Regions from separate parts of the Mus musculus genome. Here all the other regions are linked to region 1. A link is a contact called in public HiChIP or PLAC-seq and promoter capture Hi-C data. All regions are on one chromosome and are shown on one strand. Each heading gives the region's core, a stretch centred on a gene start, on an enhancer-like site or on the middle of the called end of the contact. The rest is flanking DNA. Distances are from core to core; before and after follow the strand shown. Region 1 holds the start of Ajuba (ajuba LIM protein). Region 2 overlaps Mmp14 (matrix metallopeptidase 14 (membrane-inserted)). Region 3 overlaps Slc7a7 (solute carrier family 7 (cationic amino acid transporter, y+ system), member 7). Region 4 holds the start of Rnf212b (ring finger protein 212B).

What was found. Promoter capture Hi-C pulls out the DNA fragments that hold promoters and counts their contacts. HiChIP or PLAC-seq counts read pairs in DNA pulled down with a chosen protein or histone mark.
Region 2: a contact with region 1 is called in a promoter capture Hi-C map of second pharyngeal arch cranial neural crest. The contact joins the enhancer-like site here to the promoter of Ajuba in region 1. A contact is called at or near these places in 13 of 39 promoter capture datasets (the 3T3-L1 cell line, the C10 cell line, the HPC-7 cell line and 9 more), 8 of 484 Hi-C or Micro-C datasets (cerebral cortex, cortical neurons, embryonic fibroblasts and 3 more), 8 of 115 datasets of contacts at active chromatin or transcription factors (bone marrow-derived dendritic cells, embryonic fibroblasts, embryonic stem cells and 3 more) and 3 of 9 other capture datasets (adipose tissue, liver and pancreatic islet).
Region 3: a contact with region 1 is called in an HNF4G HiChIP or PLAC-seq map of pancreatic cancer cells. The contact joins the enhancer-like site here to the promoter of Ajuba in region 1. A contact is called at or near these places in 1 of 484 Hi-C or Micro-C datasets (nephron progenitors), 3 of 115 datasets of contacts at active chromatin or transcription factors (embryonic stem cells, extraembryonic endoderm stem cells and pancreatic cancer cells) and 2 of 9 other capture datasets (adipose tissue and liver).
Region 4: a contact with region 1 is called in a promoter capture Hi-C map of hematopoietic stem and progenitor cells. The contact joins the promoter of Rnf212b here to the promoter of Ajuba in region 1. A contact is called at or near these places in 5 of 39 promoter capture datasets (embryonic stem cells, hematopoietic stem and progenitor cells, hippocampal neurons and 2 more), 2 of 484 Hi-C or Micro-C datasets (the G1E-ER4 cell line and cerebellum), 3 of 115 datasets of contacts at active chromatin or transcription factors (bone marrow-derived macrophages and embryonic stem cells) and 1 of 9 other capture datasets (adipose tissue).

The regions. Positions count from the first base shown.
Region 1 is chr14:54,575,661-54,580,904 of GRCm38.p6, forward strand. It overlaps Ajuba (ajuba LIM protein), which reads right to left and starts at 2,001. Exons shown (of 8, transcript NM_010590.5): 1 at 572-2,001. The coding sequence starts at 1,604.
Region 2 is chr14:54,439,934-54,445,299 of GRCm38.p6, forward strand. It overlaps Mmp14 (matrix metallopeptidase 14 (membrane-inserted)), which reads left to right. Exons shown (of 10, transcript NM_008608.4): 9 at 1-87; 10 at 408-2,523. The coding sequence ends at 739. Among named protein-coding and RNA genes, the nearest start is that of Gm24424, 7.4 kb to the right of the region's middle. Within about 2 kb of position 3,873, at least 120 of the 459 cell types and tissues checked have an H3K27ac peak or open chromatin away from gene starts, as enhancers often do. A contact at or near this core is called in adipose tissue, bone marrow-derived dendritic cells, embryonic fibroblasts and 5 more, where this site is marked.
Region 3 is chr14:54,381,325-54,386,640 of GRCm38.p6, forward strand. The region is part of intron 2 of Slc7a7 (solute carrier family 7 (cationic amino acid transporter, y+ system), member 7); the gene reads right to left. Among named protein-coding and RNA genes, the nearest start is that of Oxa1l, 23 kb to the left of the region's middle. Within about 2 kb of position 2,412, at least 65 of the 459 cell types and tissues checked have an H3K27ac peak or open chromatin away from gene starts, as enhancers often do. A contact at or near this core is called in extraembryonic endoderm stem cells, liver and pancreatic cancer cells, where this site is marked.
Region 4 is chr14:54,811,594-54,816,667 of GRCm38.p6, forward strand. It overlaps Rnf212b (ring finger protein 212B), which reads left to right and starts at 2,557. Exons shown (of 15, transcript NM_001370899.1): 1 at 2,557-2,692; 2 at 4,893-4,993. The coding sequence starts at 4,894.

The sequences.
Region 1 (5,244 bases), core at 751-3,250:
CCATTTCCCCGACAGCAGGCAAGACTGCGCGGGAGCTAGCAAACATCCCCCAACGCAAGCACACGCTCCCCACCCCTCCGCCTGGCGGGCGTCGCCCACGGCACCTGGAGCGCCAGGGCAGGAGTCGGCACGCACGCGGCCGCCCGCCCCGCCCCCCGCGCATTCCCCGAATTCCTACGGGTGGAGCAAGGAGCGGGTGGGGGCGCGGCACGCCGGAGCTTGCAGGAGCCCAGCCGCGAGGGGGGCGCGAGAGGATGCTCTCCTGGCCCCGCAGCGCCTCCTCCTCCTTCCGAGGCCTCCTACTGCGACAGGCCGTCGTGCCACGATGCTTGAGAAAAATGGGACTCCCGAGAAAAATCAAGAGTTGAATTTGTCAGGGATCATCAGCCTGGTTCCATTAGAAACCTGGCTGGACTGAGCAAGTGCTCTAGGGTCCGCCCTTTTCCATATTAGAAAAATCTGGGGTCTCCACCTGCAACTCCCGGCCCCAGCAATTTGTGCTGTCGGGGCGATGGGTAACCGCACACATTGACCGGTCTCTCGGTTCCCTAGCTTCTTCTTTCCTACTTACCAAAGTAATCTTCTCTGGCCTCTGGCTCCCGTATCCGTGATCGGGAGGCCTCTGGAACGAAGGGACCAGGAGACTCCTCCAGACCCGACGGCTCAATCCCCGAGGGTTCCCCGCGAGCACCCGCTTCTCGCCCACCGGTAGCCACGGTCAAACGCAGCAATGCTGTTAGCTCGTCCTGGTAACGGGCCCCCGCGGCGCAGTCCCCGTAGCCTGTAACCGAGTGTCGTCCGGGTTGCGCCCCACGTCTCTCCAAAGGACCCGCTGTTCCCACCACGGCTCCGGTTAGAGCTCCGGGGCTGCCCAGGGCCGGGGGGTACGAGTGACGGCTCTCCTGGCAGCCGAATCCCACGGACCGATGGGCACATAGTCGGTCCAGGGCAGCGTGGAGCTCCGGGTAGGCGGACGGAGCCCCTCCAGGGTAGCCCGCAGGAGCAGTGGTCAGCGGGAGGCCGAATAGGCACGGCCCCGCGGGCAGCGGGCTCCCGTGGCGCTGGTCGTAGCCCATGCTGATGCCGCTGGTCCGATTGCTGCACGGCCGGCTACCTCCGGCTCCGCTGGCCCCGGCTCCGTCCAGCAGCAGGCTGCCCCGGGGGCTAGATGGCTTGCTCGCATCGCTGGCCGAGCTACTGGCGAAGCTGGAGCGAGGGCTAAGGGCTGGAGCCGTGGTCTCCAGCCGAAAATCAGGAGGCGACGACAGAGGCAGAGGCAGGGCTCGAGTGGGCGGCGGCCCCCCGGGAAAGGACCCTTCGAAGCGCTGCGCTTCAAAGGAGCCGCGTGCGTTCCGCTCGGCGTCCAGGGGCCCTTGCTCCCTGGCCGGTTCCAAAGGTTCATCTCCAGGCCCCCCATTCGCTCCACGGTGTCCTGACTTCCTAGGTCCCCCCAACCCGCTTAAGCGTCCCTTGCCTGCTCCGGGGGTCCCATCAGACCCAGACCGGCTCGCTTCGCCCTTTCTGCGGCCGAACTTGGCGCTGCCGGAGTCCGAGAGTCTCAACTTTTCTAGCAGACGACTGGCTTTCTCCCCTAACCGTTCCATGCCCACGGATCTGGGGCCTGCAGCCCCCTCCTCGCCCGGCACGCTGCAGTGTTTCGGCCAGAGGCCGGGCTCGAGTTCCCCGGGGCTCGGATTCCTGGGATGCAAGTCACTCACGGGGGCTCAGCGAGCGGCCCAGGTGCCGGGTGCCCGCGATCCCGAAGCATGCCCCAGCGAGAGGGTCCGCGCGCGGCTGGCAGGGCCCACGGTAGCGGCTGTCCTCCGCAGGTCTGTCCACGCGTCCGCTCGCGCCACCGCCCGCCGGCCCGGCCCGCCCCCCTGGCTCTCACTTGCACGGACCCAACTTCTCCAAACTTTTGTCTGCCTGGCCGGATCTACTTTCCGGGAAGGGCGGAGCGCGGTGTGCACCCCGGGTTGAGGTGTCCGCGCAAGGATTTCCTGGGCATCACAAGCAGGGAACTGTGGAAGCTGCCTCCGAGGTGGAGAGCTGCAGACAGGACGTAAAAGGTCAAGGGGCAGATTGGGCAGCTGCGTCCACAAAATTCAAGAGTTTAGACTGGGGGAGGGGGAGTGAAAAGGAACTCTTTGTTTACAGTTGGAATGCGCGGAGGGGCACTGTGGAATGTATCCATCAACGTTGGGAAGAAAAGGGCTTGTTCTACAGAAATATCGTGATACTGTTCCTAGAGTGAGGACTGCGGGGGAGACGGTGAGAGATGTCACAGAAGTGATAAGACAGGGGGCCAACCGTAAGAGGAAGATGAAAGGTGGATATGTAGGAGGTCCAGAGACCCGTGTGTAAAGATAGCTCTGAGAGGCAAGGAGGCGCAGGCAAGAAGTGTGGGAGCTGCAAGACCAACGAATGCATAAAGCAGGGAAAGGACAAGTTGGTCCGGAGACTTGAGAGACAAACAGATAAGCTGCAATAAAAAAAGCACTTTCTAGCCCCATGATTCTCTGATGGTGGAGTGGGAGGATACGAGGTTTATGTGCTTATATGAAAAGAAGCGAGGAAAATAACAGGCTGATCCCTGTCGCTAGAGGGACAAGAGGAAGATTTAGTGTGTACATAAAAACACGGAGAAAGGTTTTGGACTAAGGCAACCCTAAGGGCAATAGAGCGAGACACGGGAAGAGACACCCCCTGGTGTTGAGAAGTGAAACTTTTAGCGAGCATTTTAGGTGGCTAGAGATCAAAAAGTGTGATTTTTTCAGGCAAGGTTACACTCTCCCAACTCCGACCCTCTCATGGCTTCCTCATAAGAGGCTGATGGCAGAGTGGACAGCCATTCTTAAGGGGAGTGGACTAGATAAATGTTGAGGGTGGAAAGGGGTAAGACGTAATAATGACCAATGATCAAGGAAAGACACGCTTGACTAAAACCAGAACCAGGCAGCTTTTGTTTTCTATCCAAAAATAACACCTCAGATGGTGAGAGATAGGAAATGGTGGGAAATTACTTTCTTTCCACCCACCCCCAAACGGGGTGGGGGTGGGGGTGGGGGTGGGGTTCCTCTGGGTAGTCCTGGCTGTCCTGGAACTCACTCTGTAGACCAGACTGGCCTATAACTCAGAGACCTGCCTGCCTCTGCCTCTCACGTGCTGGAATTAAAGGTCTGGGCCACCACATCTGGCTTCCTTTTTGTATTTAGGGTCTATGAAAATGACACGCACACAACTCATGCATATTATTTTCATTTGTATATTTTGAGAATCTTTTATAATTTTATATCCCTAGGGAGTGGGGAGGAGAAGGCAGGCATTGCGTACCTATTCACAGCACTGAGAAGTCTGAAGCCAGGAGAACAGATGGTTTGAGGTCGGTCTGGGTTATGTAGTGAGTTCTAGGACAGCCTGTGCTACATAAACCTTTCTCTCAAAACAAAAAGGCCAGGGATTCTGACACTGCAATTAACCCAGGCACTCAGGGAGGCACAGGCAAGATGATCTGTGAGTTCAGTGTCAGTCAGGGCTACGGGGCGTCCCCAAACCACACCAAAAGGACAAGGAAACTGACCTCTTTGTCTAAGTTGTATTTTAACTCAGAATTGATTTCTCTAGATAGCCAGTCTGTCCCTGGTCAAGACTACAGCTTTTCTCTGATCTCTAAATTTTCCTCTGAGGCTAAAAACATCAGTAACGAAGTAACCTGTCAGGTTGCAACCCATTGTGGGCAGCTTTTTCACAACTAGCATGAGGGTCCTGCCCAACCCCCACCCCTACCCCCTGATGCAAGGATGATTGAGGGTCTTCCAGGGATGTCTGAGGTCTCAGCACACCTCTAATATTTAGAAGTTTTGACTTTGGGGGTGAAGAGGAAAGTGACCCTGTTATTTAGTTTTTTGAGATGGGGTCTCTCTGTGTTATCCTAGAATGGTATGTAGAGCAGGCTGGCCCTGAATTCAGAGATTCTCCTGTCTCTGTCTCGCAAGTGCTGATTAAAGCTGTGTACCACCACCCTAGATGAAAGAGAAGAGGAAAACGTAAGAAAAGTTTTGAAGCTCCTAAAAAGGCCTACCCAAAGTCTGGCTTGGCTACAGTGGGCATAGCTGGGACGAACAGCTGGGGTAATAGGAAGCAGAAACTTCCTGTTAGAGGACAAAGAGGCGCCCTGATGGAGCACGCCCCACCCAGTAGGCTCATGCCCTCAGGGGAAGTCCAGCCTGGGGCTGGAGCTCCAGAAGCAGCCCTCTTTTATTTATTTTTGATCATATTTATATTTGTTTGTGTGTATCTGTGTGTGTGTGTGTATGAGTGTGTGAGCACGTGCACGTGCACTTATGCAAGCACACCCCTTGATGCTCATGTGGAAGCCAGAGGACCACTTACATTTCTCTTGCTACCATGAAGGTCTTTGGGTTGTCATGCTTGCCAGCAGAGCCACTAAGTCACCATGCCCTTTGTTTTGATACAGAATTTGACTGTTGTGAGAGCTGTCCTCAAAATCAAATCCTCCTGCCTCTGCCTCCTGAATGCTAGAGCTTCGGGCACATGCTACCAGGCCTGACTTTAGCAAGCCTTCTTCATCACCAAAAACTGTAATAATACTCTATATACACAGCTGGCTTCTTTTTTGTTTTGGTTTGTTTTTGTTTGTTTTGGTTTTGGGGTTTTTGGTCTTTTGAGACATGGTTTCTCTGTGTAGCCCTAGCTGTCCTGGAACTTGCTCTGTAGACCAGGCTGGCCTGGAATCCAGAAATCTGCCTACCTCTGCCTCCTGAGTGCTGGGATTAAAGGTGTGTGCCAGCCACCACTGACCAGCTGACATATCTGACTTCTTCTTCTTTTTTTTTTTTTAAACCCCCAGCATGCTGTCATTTGAGATTTATTTGTTTATTTATTTGTTTATTTATTTATTTATTATATGTAAGTACTCTGTAGCTGTCTTCAGATGCACCAGAAGAGGGCATCAGATCTCAGTACGGGTGGTTGTGAGCCACCATATGGTTGCTGGGATTTGAACTTAGGACCTTTGGAAGAGCAGTCGGGTGCTCTTACCCACTAAGCCATCTCACCAGCCCCATATCTGACTTCTTAACCCAGACTTTTTTGCAGTTAAAAACTCAAATGACAGGGGCCAGAGAGATGGCTCAGTGGTTAAGAGCACTGACTGCTCTTCCATAGGTCTTCAGCTCAATTTCCAGCATCCAGATGGTGGCTCACAACCATCTGTAATGGGAT
Region 2 (5,366 bases), core at 2,623-5,122, 130 kb before region 1:
CAGTGGACAGCGAGTACCCTAAAAACATCAAAGTCTGGGAAGGAATCCCTGAATCTCCCAGGGGGTCATTCATGGGCAGTGATGAAGGTGAGTGAAGCAAAGGAAACTATAGAGAAGGGCAAGCTTGGGGAGCCAAGGAAAAGCAGAAAGGCAGGTCTTGTGGAAAGCATTGATGGTGTAGCAGTGGGGGCTGGGGGCTTGCCAGGAAAGAGCCAAGTGTTTTCATGTGTAGTACCCTCAGTCTTTCCACTCTGCCAAGCTGGTACTGGGCTGAGTGGTAAGCTTAGCTGGCCTCACACTAACTGTGCTTTCTTCTCTCTTCGGGGGCCTTTATGGACTCTGTCCCCCGACCTCTTCACCCCGTCTTGGTTCTTGTCCTCTTCATCCGTCTTCTTGGGGCCCTTCAGTCTTCACATACTTCTACAAGGGAAACAAATACTGGAAGTTCAACAACCAGAAGCTGAAGGTAGAGCCAGGGTATCCCAAGTCAGCTCTGCGGGACTGGATGGGCTGCCCTTCGGGGGGCCGGCCCGATGAGGGGACTGAGGAGGAGACGGAGGTGATCATCATTGAGGTGGATGAGGAGGGCAGTGGAGCTGTGAGTGCGGCCGCCGTGGTCCTGCCGGTACTACTGCTGCTCCTGGTACTGGCAGTGGGCCTCGCTGTCTTCTTCTTCAGACGCCATGGGACGCCCAAGCGACTGCTTTACTGCCAGCGTTCGCTGCTGGACAAGGTCTGACCCCCACCACTGGCCCACCCGCTTCTACCACAAGGACTTTGCCTCTGAAGGCCAGTGGCTACAGGTGGTAGCAGGTGGGCTGCTCTCACCCGTCCTGGGCTCCCTCCCTCCAGCCTCCCTTCTCAGTCCCTAATTGGCCTCTCCCACCCTCACCCCAGCATTGCTTCATCCATAAGTGGGTCCCTTGAGGGCTGAGCAGAAGACGGTTGGCCTCTGGCCCTCAAGGGAATCTCACAGCTCGGTGTGTGTTCAGCCCTAGTTGAATGTTGTCAAGGCTCTGCACTTGAAGGCAAGACCCTCTGACCTTATAGGCAACGGCCAAATGGGGCCATCTGCTTCTTTTCCATCCCCCTAACTACATACCTTAAATCTCTGAACTCTGACCTCAGGAGGCTCTGGGCATATGAGCCCTATATGTACCAAGTGTACCTAGTTGGCTGCCTCCCGCCACTCTGACTAAAAGGAATCTTAAGAGTGTACGTTTGGAGGTGGAAAGATTGTTCAGTTTACCCTAAAGACTTTGATAAGAAAGAGAAAGAAAGAAAGAAAGAAAGAAAGAAAGAAAGAAAGAAAGAAAGAAAGAAAGAAAGAAAGAAAGAAAGAAAGAAAGAAAGAAAGAAAGAAAGAAAGAAAGAAAAGCTCACAGAGAGTCTGGTGGCTTGGACAGCCAAGTTCCTCTCCACAAAGATCTGCCTCTATCCAACCCAGTCTGGAGAACTTCCAAAGGAGCCTGAGCCATTAAGGACTAAATGGGTTTGAGGAAACCCTTGGCAAACCCGACCCCTGACCCCTGAATGTTAGCCTTGAATGTCAAGTTCAAGGCTGGAAGAGCTGAAACCAGGGGGAAAGGTCCCGGGTGGAGTGAGGTCAAGGGGAGACAGCAGGACCTGAAGGATGAGCCTCACAGCTCAAAGCAGACAAAGACCTTGTTCAAATGCAAGTCACTGGGGCTGGGACCCAAAGAGAGCAGTCAGAGAGGGCAGGACACGAAGGGTAGTGGTGGCAGTGTATGCCTGGGAGTCTGCACAGACTGCAGTGCACACACGGGACACTAGTCCCCAGGAGTGGGCACATCTTATTGGATGTCTCAGAAAGGGCCTTAAGGGAAGCCACACTGGCCACTTTCTGTCCCCTTGCTCACAGTGTAGAAGGCAAGGGTAGGAATTGATACAGGAGTGAGAAGAACATGCATACAGGGACTCAATGGAGACCAGAGAAGGCTGTCAGCAGCCTGGGCTTGCTTAGACTTCCTCACTGCCCTAGTGAGGCAGGTGTCTGGGTGCTGTTGGTTAGGGTGGCCTCCCTTTCCTGATGCAGGCACCCCTCAGCCCATTTTACCTATGTCCTGCCCTTCCTCTTCCCCGCCCAGTTGACCCATTTGAAGTCTCCTTCAGCCACTGAAGGCGGTCATGGTACTGGGGACTTGGGAGAGTGAGACCCTGTGGAGGGAGAGGCGAGGAGAGGAGAGAAATGTCTGGGTGGGGGTTGGGGATAGGGGTGAACGGTGCTGGAAGCCCAGCTAAATTTCTGTCTTGTTTGGGTTTTTTTTTTGTTTTGTTTAATGTATATTTTTATTATAATTATTATATATGAATGCCATTCAAATCGTTCCTTTTTGTTAACAAGGGGCATGGGGAGGGGTGGGGGGTGGAGGGGGGCTGAGGCGACTGACCCCAGAAACCTGCAGGGCGGGGCTGGGTCAGTGCTCTCTAAGGACATTTTTTGACCTTGTTCAACCTTTCCAAGAAGAATAAACTGTGTTTCACATTCTTTGTGTGACTCGAGCTGGGTGTAGGGGTGGATACGATGCGATGTGGCCAAGCAGGGCTAGGGAGGGCAGACACTAAGAACAGCATTTCCCATGATGCAGGTTTTAGTATTTGTCATAAATATTTATTCTTAGATTGATAGAACTTAAGAGTTGCAGTTGGGGAACAAGTCATACCCCACTGGAGGTTAGAGGAGTGACTGGAAGAACCCATATTTCTCCCCCCAAAAGCCTTAAAAGGCTACCTTTGAGAATCAAGGCTGCCAGAATAAGAGGAAGTGGTCAAGCTGAGGCCATTTGGAAAATCTTCCTAAATTGCATTATTCTGCCGTGTGATCTCGCCACATTTGAGTTTCCGCATAAATCTGTCCCTTCAGCAAGGGTATTCCCATGGTCACATTAGTCTGAAGTTCAATGACAGGCCCCAGGACCTAAGGAGACCCTTCCTAGGGAGGTCCTGCTAAAGCTGGGCATGGTGGCATCTTTACTCTATGGAGGCAGGAGGTCAAGGCTAGCCTGGTCTACATGAATAAGATCTAAACTAGCTGGGGCTACACAGTAAGGGGTGCGGTAGGGGGCAGAGAGGTGGTGGTTCTTATAGTCCTGAGACCCTGCTGTTGGATCAGGAGTCTAGAGACGAAAAAGAAAAAGTTTTCTTCATGGTCTGCGCTCCAAGGAGTGTCCTCTCCCTGGCACAACAGAGTTCTTCCATTGTCCCAGAAGATCCAGGACCCTCAGGTTGGAAGGGTTAAATAACAAGGCTTTGTTTCCATTTTCCATAGAAACTGCTGCCCTAGACAGGGTTCCTAGGCTGTTGACCCTCCCTTCCTCCAAAACCAGCCTGAAGGGAGGGGTCAGCCCAGCTGCTGAGTCAGCTCAGCTGAAGGAGAGCAGCCCCCTTCTCCCGCCTTCCCTTCCTGCCTCAGCCCAGTCTTCCCTGGGCTCCCGCCCAGGTCCTCCACAGCCTGCCTTCCAGAGCCTGGCTCCACCCATGCCCTCTTCCATCCAGCTGCTCTGCAGGGTCCTTGGTATGGTTACTTTGGCAGATGGGGTACCCTACCTTCCTGCCAGCCAACAACCCTGACCCTGTGCCTGATCACCTGTGCCTCTGCTGCCAACAGCTGTTTGCCAGGGCCCCGTGTGTCTCAGTGAAGTTAGGAACAGCCTCCACCGACCGCCACCTTCACCAAAAAGATTTGGAGCTGAGGTGGCCCTGGGGAAGTCAGGGGCATCTAGGGGGAATCAAGCCCGTTCATGTGACCAAAAAAAAAAAAAGTAAAAGATGAGCTAATGGCCCCTTTGTGTTTTTGTGGTCCACATCTGGAGGTAATTACAGATGTTATCCAGAGGGAATTCTGCAAAGCACAGCTGGAGCCAGTGGAAGAGCCCAGGAGGGAAGAGGAGGGGGAGCCCGGGAAAGGAGTGCGGTTTCCCCATCACGAGGAAATTGTTTGGCTGGGATTCTGGAATCACAAGATGCTCTCTGAAGCCAACGAGAGAAATGGGAATGCAGAACTGGAGACAAAGGGAGATGAGCTGGAGGATGGATTCTGCGCAGACCGGACTGTGGGGTGGAGGCCGCATGTCTGGTGCTGATGATGTACTTGAGCCTGCCCACCCCACCCCGGGACCTTGGAGGGTGCCTTCGTGGTCATAAGGTCCCACTTGAGTGAGCCACCGTGTCAGGATAGGATGACAGGAGGCAGAGGGCCCTCTGGCTCCCAAGGACCTACCAACTGTTTTCACTGGCCTGGCCTGGCCTGGCCGATTTGTCTGCTGGGCCTGACCCAGTTTCTATGGTTCCAAGTTCCTTTATTCGAAAGCAGTACTTGTGAGTTGGGGCAGCCAGAAGGAGCCAGTTGGAATATGTGAGGAGGTTTGGGCTGCCCCAAGGACACTGGGCTAAGAAGATACTGGAGTGGGAAAGAAGGCCAAGAAGGAGCAGCAGTTTGCCCACCAACGCACCCCGTGGGGGGAGGGGCCTCTCTTTACTGCACTCTCCCTTTCCAGGGGTCCTGATAGCAGCAGGTCCAAAGCCTCTTGGGCTACCAGCCAGGCAGGCCAGGGAAGGGACAGCCTAAGAGGAACTGCACTCTCTGCAAGAGAAGATGTCAGAGAGACATCTCCACACATTACAATTTGGTTAGCCGTGGTGGTCCTTCCCTGCCCATTCTCAATGCCTTTACCCATTAAACAGACTTCCCAGCTACCTCTGTATCCTTGCTGTAGGCCTTCAGTATACAGAGCAAGGTCTCAGTTGGAACCAGTTCCTTAGTTCAAATTAGCCCCATATCGGGACTAAGGACGTGGCTCTGTGGGAGAACATTTGCCTAACATGAGCAGGACTAAATGTGATCCTCAGCACAGCAAAGCAAAACTAAGACCCCCCAAAGAAACTTGGGTGGTTGCTCTATGGAAGCAGATTCTGACAAGGTTCCTTGGGCATCTCTTCCAGTGTAGCTCCATGCAGCCAGTATGCTTTGGGGAACTGACAGGATATCTGTGTTTGCTTGTTGGACCATGCAGCAGATCAATGAAGGCAACCAGGGTAGGGAGGATGGGGCATGGGAGAGGTTCCTCAGAAAGGACAGCCAGTTTGCACCCTTTGCTTCTCAGAGGTAGAAGCAAGTGTTCAGAAGGAAGGAAGGTAAAGGCCACATGGACTCAGAAACCAGAGGGGCTAAAGGTGCTTACATACAATAGTAGGGGGTGTTGGTGAACACCTTGATAAGAATAGGAGGCACCAGGGGCTGGAGAGATGGCTCAGCGGTTAAGAGCACTGACTGTTCTTCCAGAGGTCCTGAGTTCAATTCCCAGTAACCACATGGTGGCTCACAACCATCTGTAATGGGATCTGAT
Region 3 (5,316 bases), core at 1,162-3,661, 190 kb before region 1:
AAACAGGGAGAATAAGCCATCTTCTCTTCCAGTCTTTCTTCTAACCTTACTGTGTCTGTGTGTATGCGAGTGCACACAAATGAGGAGTGTGTGCTCACCCCTACAGGCACATGAGTGTGCACTCACCCCTACATGCATACGTGGAAGCCAATATCGGGTGTCTTCCTCCATCACCTCTCTACCTTATCTTTTATTATAGTTATTCCCACGTAAGTGTGCATGCCACAGCACACACGTGGAGGTCAGAGGACAACTTGTAAGAGACAATTCTCTCCTTCTGCCATGTGGAGCTCAGGGGTCAAACTTAGGCCTGGTGGCAGGAGCCTTTACTGGCTAAGCCACATTGTCAGCTTGTCCGCCCTACTCTTTTTTGAGATAATCTCCCTGCACCTGGAACTCATCGATTTCCCCCAGGTACTCAGCAAGCTGACTCTTTAAGCAGGCCCTGAGGGTCTAAACTCAGGTCTCCTTTCTCGAGCACCAGGCACTCTGCCCAGTGAGCCACCTCCCCAGCTCCCTTTCTACGTATTACCCACGTTTTTTTCTGTTTTCTTCTGAGGAGATTTCTGGCTCTACTCAAATACATGTCTTTGTGCCTAATAGACATAACAGTAAACAACCAAACCTTATCGAAAGGCTGAGCAAACACGTACCCATCGCTCCAGGCCACCCCGGTGCTAAGTTAATCATTAAAGACGGTAGTGTACTGTCTCCTCAGTAATCCCACAAAATAACGTGTCTTTATCTTGCCCTCCACAAGCCTGTCAGACACTGCTCTTCCTCAGCCAGTGGTCCATCCCTCGCTACCCACTGGACTTCCATCCTGAGCTATTTCAACACCACGAGAAACCTGTCTCTCCCTATCTGGCAATGGCCACTCTCCACCTTTAGGCTCTGCAAGCCAAGTTTTCATTAGAAACGCCAAACACAGATGTGCTTTGCCTATGTATGCTCAGGAGAGTGGGGGCCCCTAGAACAGGAACCCCCTGGCAGGAATGAAGACATTCTAAAGTGAAACTTATATCTCTCCCCACTTTTGGCTAGCAGATCATTAAGCCGTGGTCCCAAGTAAGTTGGAATTTCCTTAGGCATCCCGTGCGTAGAAAAGAAAAGGGCTGAAGCCTGGTGCCGGCTGCAGGAAAACCTAGTGACTCAAAGTGATTTCACACAGCGTGGCATCTTCTCAGGCCACTTTGCTAGAGACATTAGAACTAAGGCGATGAGGACCAGGGTGGTGGAGACCATTCTTTTACCAGGGCTGCTTAGCTGTGCATGTCTCTCACCCTCTATTTAGACCTAAGCCTCATATTAGAATCTACTGAACCTCTTTGCTTGTTCGTTTCCCTTCCCAGTGTTGCCATACTGAGTGCATCTCCCTCTGCATCTACTCTTACTTTGTCTCTTTGAGTGGCCAACGATGCCCCAGGGTGGGCCAGCCTAGCAGGGTAACCATAGGTCACAGCATGGGACTGGAATAGACTTAAAGGACTACTTCTGCTTCGCAGAGTCTGCAGCTCCATGTCACAGGGCACTTTGTCTTGGTTCTGTTCACGGTCATGAGCACAGACAAGACAGCTGACTCACGCCTTTTCTTACAGCGACCCCGGCCAGGAGAATGCGGAGCAGCGGTTCTCAACCTTCCTAATGCTGAGACCCTTTAATGCAGTTCCTCATGCCACAGTGACCCTCCCCAAACAAAAAATTTTGTTGCTACTTCACCATTTTAATTCTACTACTGTTATGAATCATAATGTAAATATATGTTATGTAGGGTATCTGACATGTGACCCCTGTGAAAGGGTCATTGGACCCCCACGCACACTCATCGAGGTCACAACTCCCAGGCTGAGAATGTTGATATTTTGATCCCTACGGCTAGGATCACTTCATCCCTTCTGTTACCTGCCATGTTCCCCACTACTGGGGAACAACCCCCAGTCACAGACCCCCATCATGTCCCGGTCTGCTCTCTGTACTGAACTTGAGGAGGGGAGGCTCAATTTGAATGCAAAACCCTACACACAGAGACGGGAGCACTGAGAGAACCGGCTGAAGGGAGCTGGCTCACACCTTGCACAGCTCCCAGCTTCCTCCAGAGAGCCTGGCCCTGGGAACAGGAAATGAATAAGGCAAGCCTCAATGCTGACTAGGCTCTTTGTCCCCACCCCTAACAGATACAGCTGACCAGAGTCCCCAAAGCTCAGCCAAAAGTATGGCTCTTGAAGCAAAGCCCCACCTCCTGCTGCGGAGTCAGAGGAAGGAGACCTCAGGGTTAGAATAATAGGGATGGATGCAAGTTAGCCTACAGACAAAGACACCTGCCCTTCTACCCCGGCGGGTAATTCAGTCCCCACCCAATACTGAGCCAAGTCCATGGGAGGATTGCCTAAAATGACCTTTAACCTTGACCCAGCTGCTACTCTATCCCTGCAAGGCAGCTGCTGGGAAGATGACACTCCTGCAACCTGAAGAGGCACTCCAGGACAGGTCAACCCCAGCAGACACAAAGTCTCTGGGGAGGATGCTGTCATGAGGGCCCAGAATCCGCTCTAGAACAAAATGGAAATGCCCAGGTTGTTCTGAAAAGGGAAGGTGGGAGACCGATCAGTTAAGAGTACTTGCTGCTCTTGCAGAGAACCCATGTCTAGTCCCCAACACCCACACAACTAACTACCCATAACTCCGGTTCTAGGGGACCATACACAATTTTCTGATCTCTGCAGGATCCTCCATGCACACGACACACACATGCATCCAGGCACATACACATAAGATAATTTTTAATCCAAAAGTAGCAATACCTTTAGCCTGCTCTGATCAATGCCCAGGTTTAACTTCAAATAGTCTAAAGTCTCACCAACAAACTGTGAGTCCTTATCCCGTAGAGATTAATCCTGAAGCTTACAAGTTAAATGTTAATGATGCTTAGATAAGCTTCAGTACTCTCACGGGATGGGACCACAGCAGCGACAACGTACACTGTGCTGGAGTAACAAACGTTGGTCTCATTGTTCACTCTACTTTTGCATTAATATGTGCTTGCATTTTTCCACAATATGCTCTTCTTAATTCATAGAGTTCAAAATATAACAGAATGAAATTAATACCATCAAAGGATGTCAGGGAAGCCCTGTCTCCTTTCCCGCTTCTTACATGTTTTGTAATCTTTATTGGGAAAGCAAACTGCCTTTTTCTAATCTGACAATGTGTGCCACACGCCACAAGTCCAGACCGTCTATCTGGTCCTGCACCTGTTCTAGCCTTCCTGTCTGCATGTGCACCACATGAGTGCGGGTGCCTGAGAAAGCCAGAGGCCTGAGCTACAGGCGACCTGTGTGAGCCACTCCCTGTGGGTGCTGGGAATCTAACCCAGATCCTGTACGAGGGCTGTGACTGCGGAGCCATCTCTCCAGCCCTGGTTTTCCTGCACTGATGGAAGATGGCTTACATCGCAATAGCAGACCCTGTGTGTGGTGGTGTGGGTTGGCCTTTAATGCCAACACTGGGGAGGCAGAGAATGGTGAACCTCTGGTTTTGAGTTCCAGGCAGGCCAAGGGACATAGTAATACCCTGTCTCAAAGACAGAGAGAGAGAGAGAGAGAGAGAGAGAGAGAGAGAGAGAGAGAGAGAGAGAGAGAGAGAGAGTCAGAGTCAGAGTCAGAGTCAGAGTCAGAGTCAGAGTCAGAGTCAGTCTGGTAGGGCAGTGATGGTACTCATCTTTAATCCTAGTACTCAGGAGGCAGAGATAGATCTCTAAATTCAAGGCCATCCTGGTCTACAGAGCCAGGTCCAGGACAGAGAGGGGGGGAAAAGTCCAACAATGAAAGTAACCCTTCTCCCTAAGGTAAGGATACAATGAAGAGGCTGGCATCTTTGTGTCCCTTCTAAGATATGGGCCACATTTTGTAAGTAACAAAGGAAGACCTTTCTTTTCTCTTTTCCTTTTTCCTTTTTCCTTTTTCCCTTTTTCCCTTTTTCCCTTATTTTCCCTTTTCCCTTCCCTTCCCTTCCCTTCCCTTCCCTTCCCTTCCCTTCTCCTTTCCTTTCCTTTCCTTTCCTTTCCTTTCCTTTCCTTTCCTTTCCTTTCCTTTCTTTTCTTTTCTTTTCTTTTCTTTTCTTTTCTCTGAGACAGGGTTTCTCTGTGTAGCCCTGGCTGTCCTGAAACTCACTTTGTAGACCAGGCTGAACTCAGAAATCTGCCTGCCTCTGCCTCCCGAGTGCTGGGATTAAAGGCTTGCGCCACCACTGCCCGGCAGGAAGACCTCCTTTTAAGCACAGGAACCAGCCTCCCTGATCGCAGGCAGAGAGCTGTTGGTGTTTAGCGGCACTGTTTATTACAGTAGTTAGAAAGTAAAGAAAAAGAAGGGGAAAATCTCTGGACAGGTCTCAGTATCTTGTTGGACTGAACTTTTTTTTCTTACTGCAATCAAAGAATATTAAATGTGATCTTGGCCGAAGGGGCAGGGGCACTAACCAGAGTGCTGGGATACCAAACTCTGGCCCTGTGCAAGAGCAGCAAACACTGTTAACCAGTGAGCCTCATGCAAGTCAGCCTCTCATTCATATCGTACACCCCAGTTCTAGCAAATACATCCGAGTGTGATCCTTCACCACCTGACTCTAACCAAGTCCCACTCCGAGAAAGAGAGAGAGAAGCTGCTGGTTACACCAACACACACCACAAACAAGCCCGAGAGACATCTTCAACTTTTTACTGACTCTTCTTTTCTGATGTCCCCCAGGTGTTGTTCCGGGTCACAGAAACATTTCACTGACTCATGTGTCATGGGGGAAGAAGATCCAAACACAGAGTGGCCATGGGTCACTGAATCAGACCCCTCCCAGTGTCCTTTCTAGAATTCAGTCAGCACTTTAAACACTGCGGCTGTGGCATCTCTAAGGAAGCAAGCACATGGTTTATACATTCCCCTAGATTTCTAAGCAACCATAAGGCAGGCAAGATGACTCAGTGGATTATCTTGGTTATCAAGGTACTCACAGCCAAGCCCGACAACCAAAGTCTGATCCCCAGGACCAACATGGTGAAAATAGAGAAACAACTCCCACAAGTTGTCCTCTGACCTTTCACAGGTGCACCCTGGCACAAGGCCTGAGAAGTCACCTGCCACGCACGGGAAGGCTCCTGGGCAGTTCTGACTTGGGAAGTTGGAACAGAGCTTCCCAGAGCAGTCTGGTAATATGCCGCTTTGCATTTAACTGGGGTAATTACCTCATGAGATAATCACATGCAGACCAGCTTAGGGCAGAACATGCCTGAACCTTTCCTTAGCCTGGGCTCCTACATCTCTGTGGCAC
Region 4 (5,074 bases), core at 1,307-3,806, 240 kb after region 1:
AAGAGTTTTGGATGAGTTGCCTTGGCAGAGGAAATCTCAAAACAGCCCAGTATTGACTCTGCTGTGTGGTTATTGCCGTTCACTCTTTCGCAGGTCTATAAAGAAAAGTAACCGCCTTAGCAAGGAACAATAGAAAAAACCCGCACAATTTGAGGTCTCAGAAGGTCAAGCCCAGGCTCAGTGGCTCACCGTCTCAGGAAGACCTGTTGCCTGTAGATCCAGATGAAGAACTGCCAGCTCCTTCTCCAGCACCATGTCTGCCAGCATGCTGCCATGCTTCCTGTCGTGATTATAATGGACTAGACCTTTCAGCTGTAAGCCAGTCCCAATTAAACATTTTCCTTATTAAGAGTTGTCATGGTCATGGTGTCTTTTCACAGCAATAGAAAATCTTCCTAAAGGCTGGCAAGATGGCTCAGCAGGTAAGAGCACTGACTGCTCTTCTGAAGATCCTGAGTTCAAATCCCAGCAACCACATGGTGGCTCAAAACCATCTGTAATGAGATCTGACGCCTTCTTCTGGTGTGTCTGAAGTCAGCTACAGTGTACTTATGTATAATAATAAATAAATCTTTGGGCCTGAGTGAGCAGGGACTGACAGGAGTGAACAGAGGTCCTAAAATTTTAATTCCCAACAACCACATAAAGGCTCACAACCATCTGTACAGCTACAGTGTACTCACATACATAAAATAAATAAATAAATCTTTTTAAAAAAGTGATACAAAGAGAAAAGAATAAATATTTTTTTAAAAAAGAAGAAAACCTTACTAATACACCATATAAGTCTAAATTCAATCATGAGGCCCATGGTGAAAGGTTAGAACCAACTCCAAAATGTTGTCTTTGACCCCCTACAACTTCCACATGCACACACACTAATAATAACAATAGCCACAATAAATAAAATAGTTTAAACCATTCAAAGGGTGTTGCTTTTGCAGTGGCTTGAACACAGGGTCTTATGCACACTAGGCAAATGACCTAACACTGAGGTGGACTCCCAGTCCTTACATGTCATTTTTATTCTTTTCTAGGGACTAACCATTCATCTATTTGATTCAAGTTTTATAATGTTGTTAACATTTTTAAAAGCTCCCTGTATTTTAAACGTATTAGCCTTGTATTATATAAGTGGATTCCACAATTTGTCACTTAGCATCAAATTTCACCTATGGTGGGTTTTGCCCCCCACCACTGGGTTTTTATGTGTGCTCTTTAAGCAGAAATGTTTTTTGTTTGTTGTTTTGTTGAGAGGGATGCTGGAGAGGTGATGCTGGCCTGGGTCTGCTTCTGCCCTCAGGTGTGCGCAAAGGCACCTTTGCACACAGGGCTGGACAGGAGGGAAAGAAGCTTACCATGCAGGTGGGTTAGACAGAAACTTGGTCATCTAGATGTGGGAGAAACAGGCTTCTCGGGAGATAGTGTTCAGTGACACAGCTCTCTTTATTGGAGGTGAACAAGAGTGATTCCCTTTATTGGGATTAAAGGCGTGGCCACCACTAGCAGGCTTCTGTATGTTTATTGTTACGCTTCTAAAATTACATGTTTCTAAAATCTTATAGGTGCTCTATACTTTAGCATTTAAATAAAGTGTGTTTCCACACACAGATATGGGGTTTTCTCCCCATAGGTTATTCTTGTTTGGTTGGTTTTCATCTTTTTTCTTTAATTTTTAGAGACAGGGTTTGCTGTATGTAGCCCAGGATAGACTGGAGCTTACTATCTAGACCAAGCTGACCTAAAAACAAAAGAAACACCGACAACCAGCGCAGTGGAAATGTTTATTTTCTTTCCTTTTTATCGTTTTTTTTTTCTTCTCTTCCCATCTCCTTTTGCTCCCCTTTTCTTTTCTTTTTTGAGTATAGGGCCTTGAGTATCACAGGTTGTAACTAGGCAGGGGTGAAGCTGAGATCTTCCATCCTCCGTCTTCACCCTCCCAAGCATACCGCCAGGGCTGGGTTCATTTATTCAAACAAACAAACAAACAAACAAACAACCCCAAAAAGCTAAACTTTTTTTCTGGAGGTCTGTTTGTTGTGAGTTTATAGCCAATCAGCCTCTATCCACATAACAACTTCTTAGTTTTTCTATTTCGAATTTATGCTGTACTTTTGTTTTGTTTTGTTTTTCGAGACAGGGTTTCTCTGTATAGCCCTGGCTGTCCTGGAACTCACTTTGTAGACCAGGCTAGCCTCGAACTCAGAAATCTGCCTGCCTCTGCCTCCCAAGTGCTGGGATTAAAGGCGTGTGCTATCATGCCCCGCAATGCTGTACTTTTAAAGCTGCCATTATTTCTATTTCATTTTAGATTATGCCAAAGCTTCTATGGCCTTGCGACTCCGTTTCTTTTTGTTTTGGGGGTCGTTTGCTGGAACATTAATAGGCTCATTTTTCCCTCTCTGCTTCCATGGTAGGTAACAAGGGGCTGCTTCGAAGACCTCCTGGACTTATCAGGCCACCGTAGGACCCACCTGTCTGTCGAGGCCTGGCTGCTTCTGCGGCTGCGCAGGAGGATCAGCGCCCCGCCCCGCCCCCACCGCGTGCTGGTTCAATCTGGCGTGCGCAGCTTCGAACCTGGTGGCCGTGCCCTGGGCGGAGGCTGCTTGTTTTCCCGCCGTTTCCTGTGCCTCGTGAGGGAGAGAACCGGATGGTCTGAGAACAGAAACGTTGGAACCCGGCTGCCAAGCTGGTAGGGGCACGAGCTAGAAAGGGTCGAGCTGGAGGCCGCGTGAAGGCTGGCGGCCTCTTACCCAAGCCAGGCATGGCCGCTTACCACTTAAGTGTAGCCGCGACTGGAACCCCCACCCCCACCCCCAGCTTGGTGCTGTGGGGACGGCTTATTTAGATATTTATTTGCTCATTCATTCATTCATTGACAGGTTCTCACTACATACCCCAGGCTGCCCTGGAACTCACTGTGTAGACCAGGCTGGCCTCCAACTCACAGTCAGTCTGCCTGCGTCTGCCCTCCAAGTGCCAGGATTAACGTCCTACGCCACCTCACCCTACCATTTAGTAAATTAAAGAACATTTTACATTTATTTGTGTAGTTGAGTGTGGGGCATGCGAATAGTTACCGGGTGGTGGTTCGCTTGCCGTGGCGCACACGTGGAAGGCATGGGGCAGCCTGTGGGAATCTGTTCTACCTGTGGACCCCAGGTATCAAACTCAAGTCACCCTACCCTTGTCCCTCTTAACCGATGAGCCATCTCTCCAGCTCCATCGATCATAAATCTTAAACGGCAGATTTTTATTTCATTTTGTTTTATTTCTTGACACAGGGTCTTACTATCTAACTCTGGCTGGCCTTGAAATCTCAGAGGTCCACCTGCCTCTGTTTTCCAAGTTCTTGGACTGAAAGTGCATGCCACTTCACTGGCTAAGTGGCAGAATCTCTAAAGATGGGGTGCAAAGTAACCTCATTGACTTTGTAAGCCTCTGCATAAACTGGCACTCTAAAAATGAATTGTTCAGAGAGGATTGTGATAGCGAGGAAGAAACTTGTTTTATTTTAACAGCTTAAATATTAATTTATATTAAGAATTATATTTATAGATGTATTATTTATAAAAGTCGATCAATTATATTATGCTAATTAATAAATATTAACTAGCATATCCAACATATTTTGTTGTGGTTTTTAGAGCCCAGGGCTGTTTTCAAATGTCAGTTTCTTCATTAAAAAAAACTCCTACAGCCTGGTCTGCAGAGCAAATTCCAGAACAGCTTGGGCTACACAGAGAAACCCTGTCTGAAAAAACAAAACAAATAAACAACTCCTACAAAGTGGGCCAACAGGATGGCCCAATGGGTAAAAGTAGTTGCCATTTATGTAGAGCTCATACTTCCCAGAATCAACATGGAGGGAAGAGAGAAACAATTCTCAGAAGTTAACTGGGACCTCTACACTTGCCTGTGGCACATGTTCGCTCCACCCATGAAATAAACTTTTTTTTCCAACCCCACAAAATAACTTTTGTTTGGATATATATTTAAATTATGCAAAAATTGCTGTTAGAAAAAAAAATCGTACCATATGAGTACCATGTGAACGGAAGGACTGTTTAATGTAGGAACATGTATTTTCTACAGAATCAGGAGAATTGGATTCTAATTCCAGAATTACCAGTAAAGATGGAATTTTGGATAAATTGGTTAGGTGTGGTTATAATCATGTATATCGTGTGTCCATGTGTGGGAGGGGTGGGGATGAGCCTGGTCATGACTTAAGACACCTTCTTGATCTGTGACTGGGTTTCTGTGGGGGAGGCTGTGTTAGCTGAGACTCTTATCATCAACTGCTTCACTTTTATAAGACGTGCCCAAGTGTGGTCTGTCTGATCCACCACTGCCTATTGGCTGCTTTCTCTGCCCTATGAGTAAAGACACGGGCTGGGCTGGGGCTCAGTGGTGGTGTACTTGTTTAATGTTCATGAGGCTCTAGTTTGAGCCATAGCACCTCACAAATATGGCTTTTTTTCATTTTTTAAAAGATTGTTTTTCTAGTTATAAATTGAACTATGAGTTAAGCTACAAAACTTACAAAACAAAAGCGAGTTACAGTAAAGGCAAACATATAAATATAGATACTTAACTATACCACTCCAAGAGGGAGAAAAAAAGCCTCATTTCTGACTTCCTATTACTTTTCTACTTACACACACACACACACACACACACACACACACACACACACACACACACACATGTTCTCTGGCATATAGTGAAGGTAGTTTGGTGACTTTTTTCTCATATGTATATCCCTACAGACAAATGTAATGCCCAAAAATTTGTTCCCACACCCAGTAAACGGTAAGCAGTGTTATTGTAATAGGTATAATTATGTTATGCCCTACATTATTCTTATTCTTTTTCTCTATCTGGTCCAGAATGGATTGGTTTCATTGCAACCAGTGTTTCCGAAAAGATGGGGCCCATTTCTTTGTCACCAGCTGTGGCCATATTTTCTGTAAAAAGTGTATGACTTTGGGTGAGTGGCTTCTTTTCAGATTTATCCCAAAATGTTTAACTTAGATATAATGAGTAGCCATTTCTCTTTGTGATGTAGAAT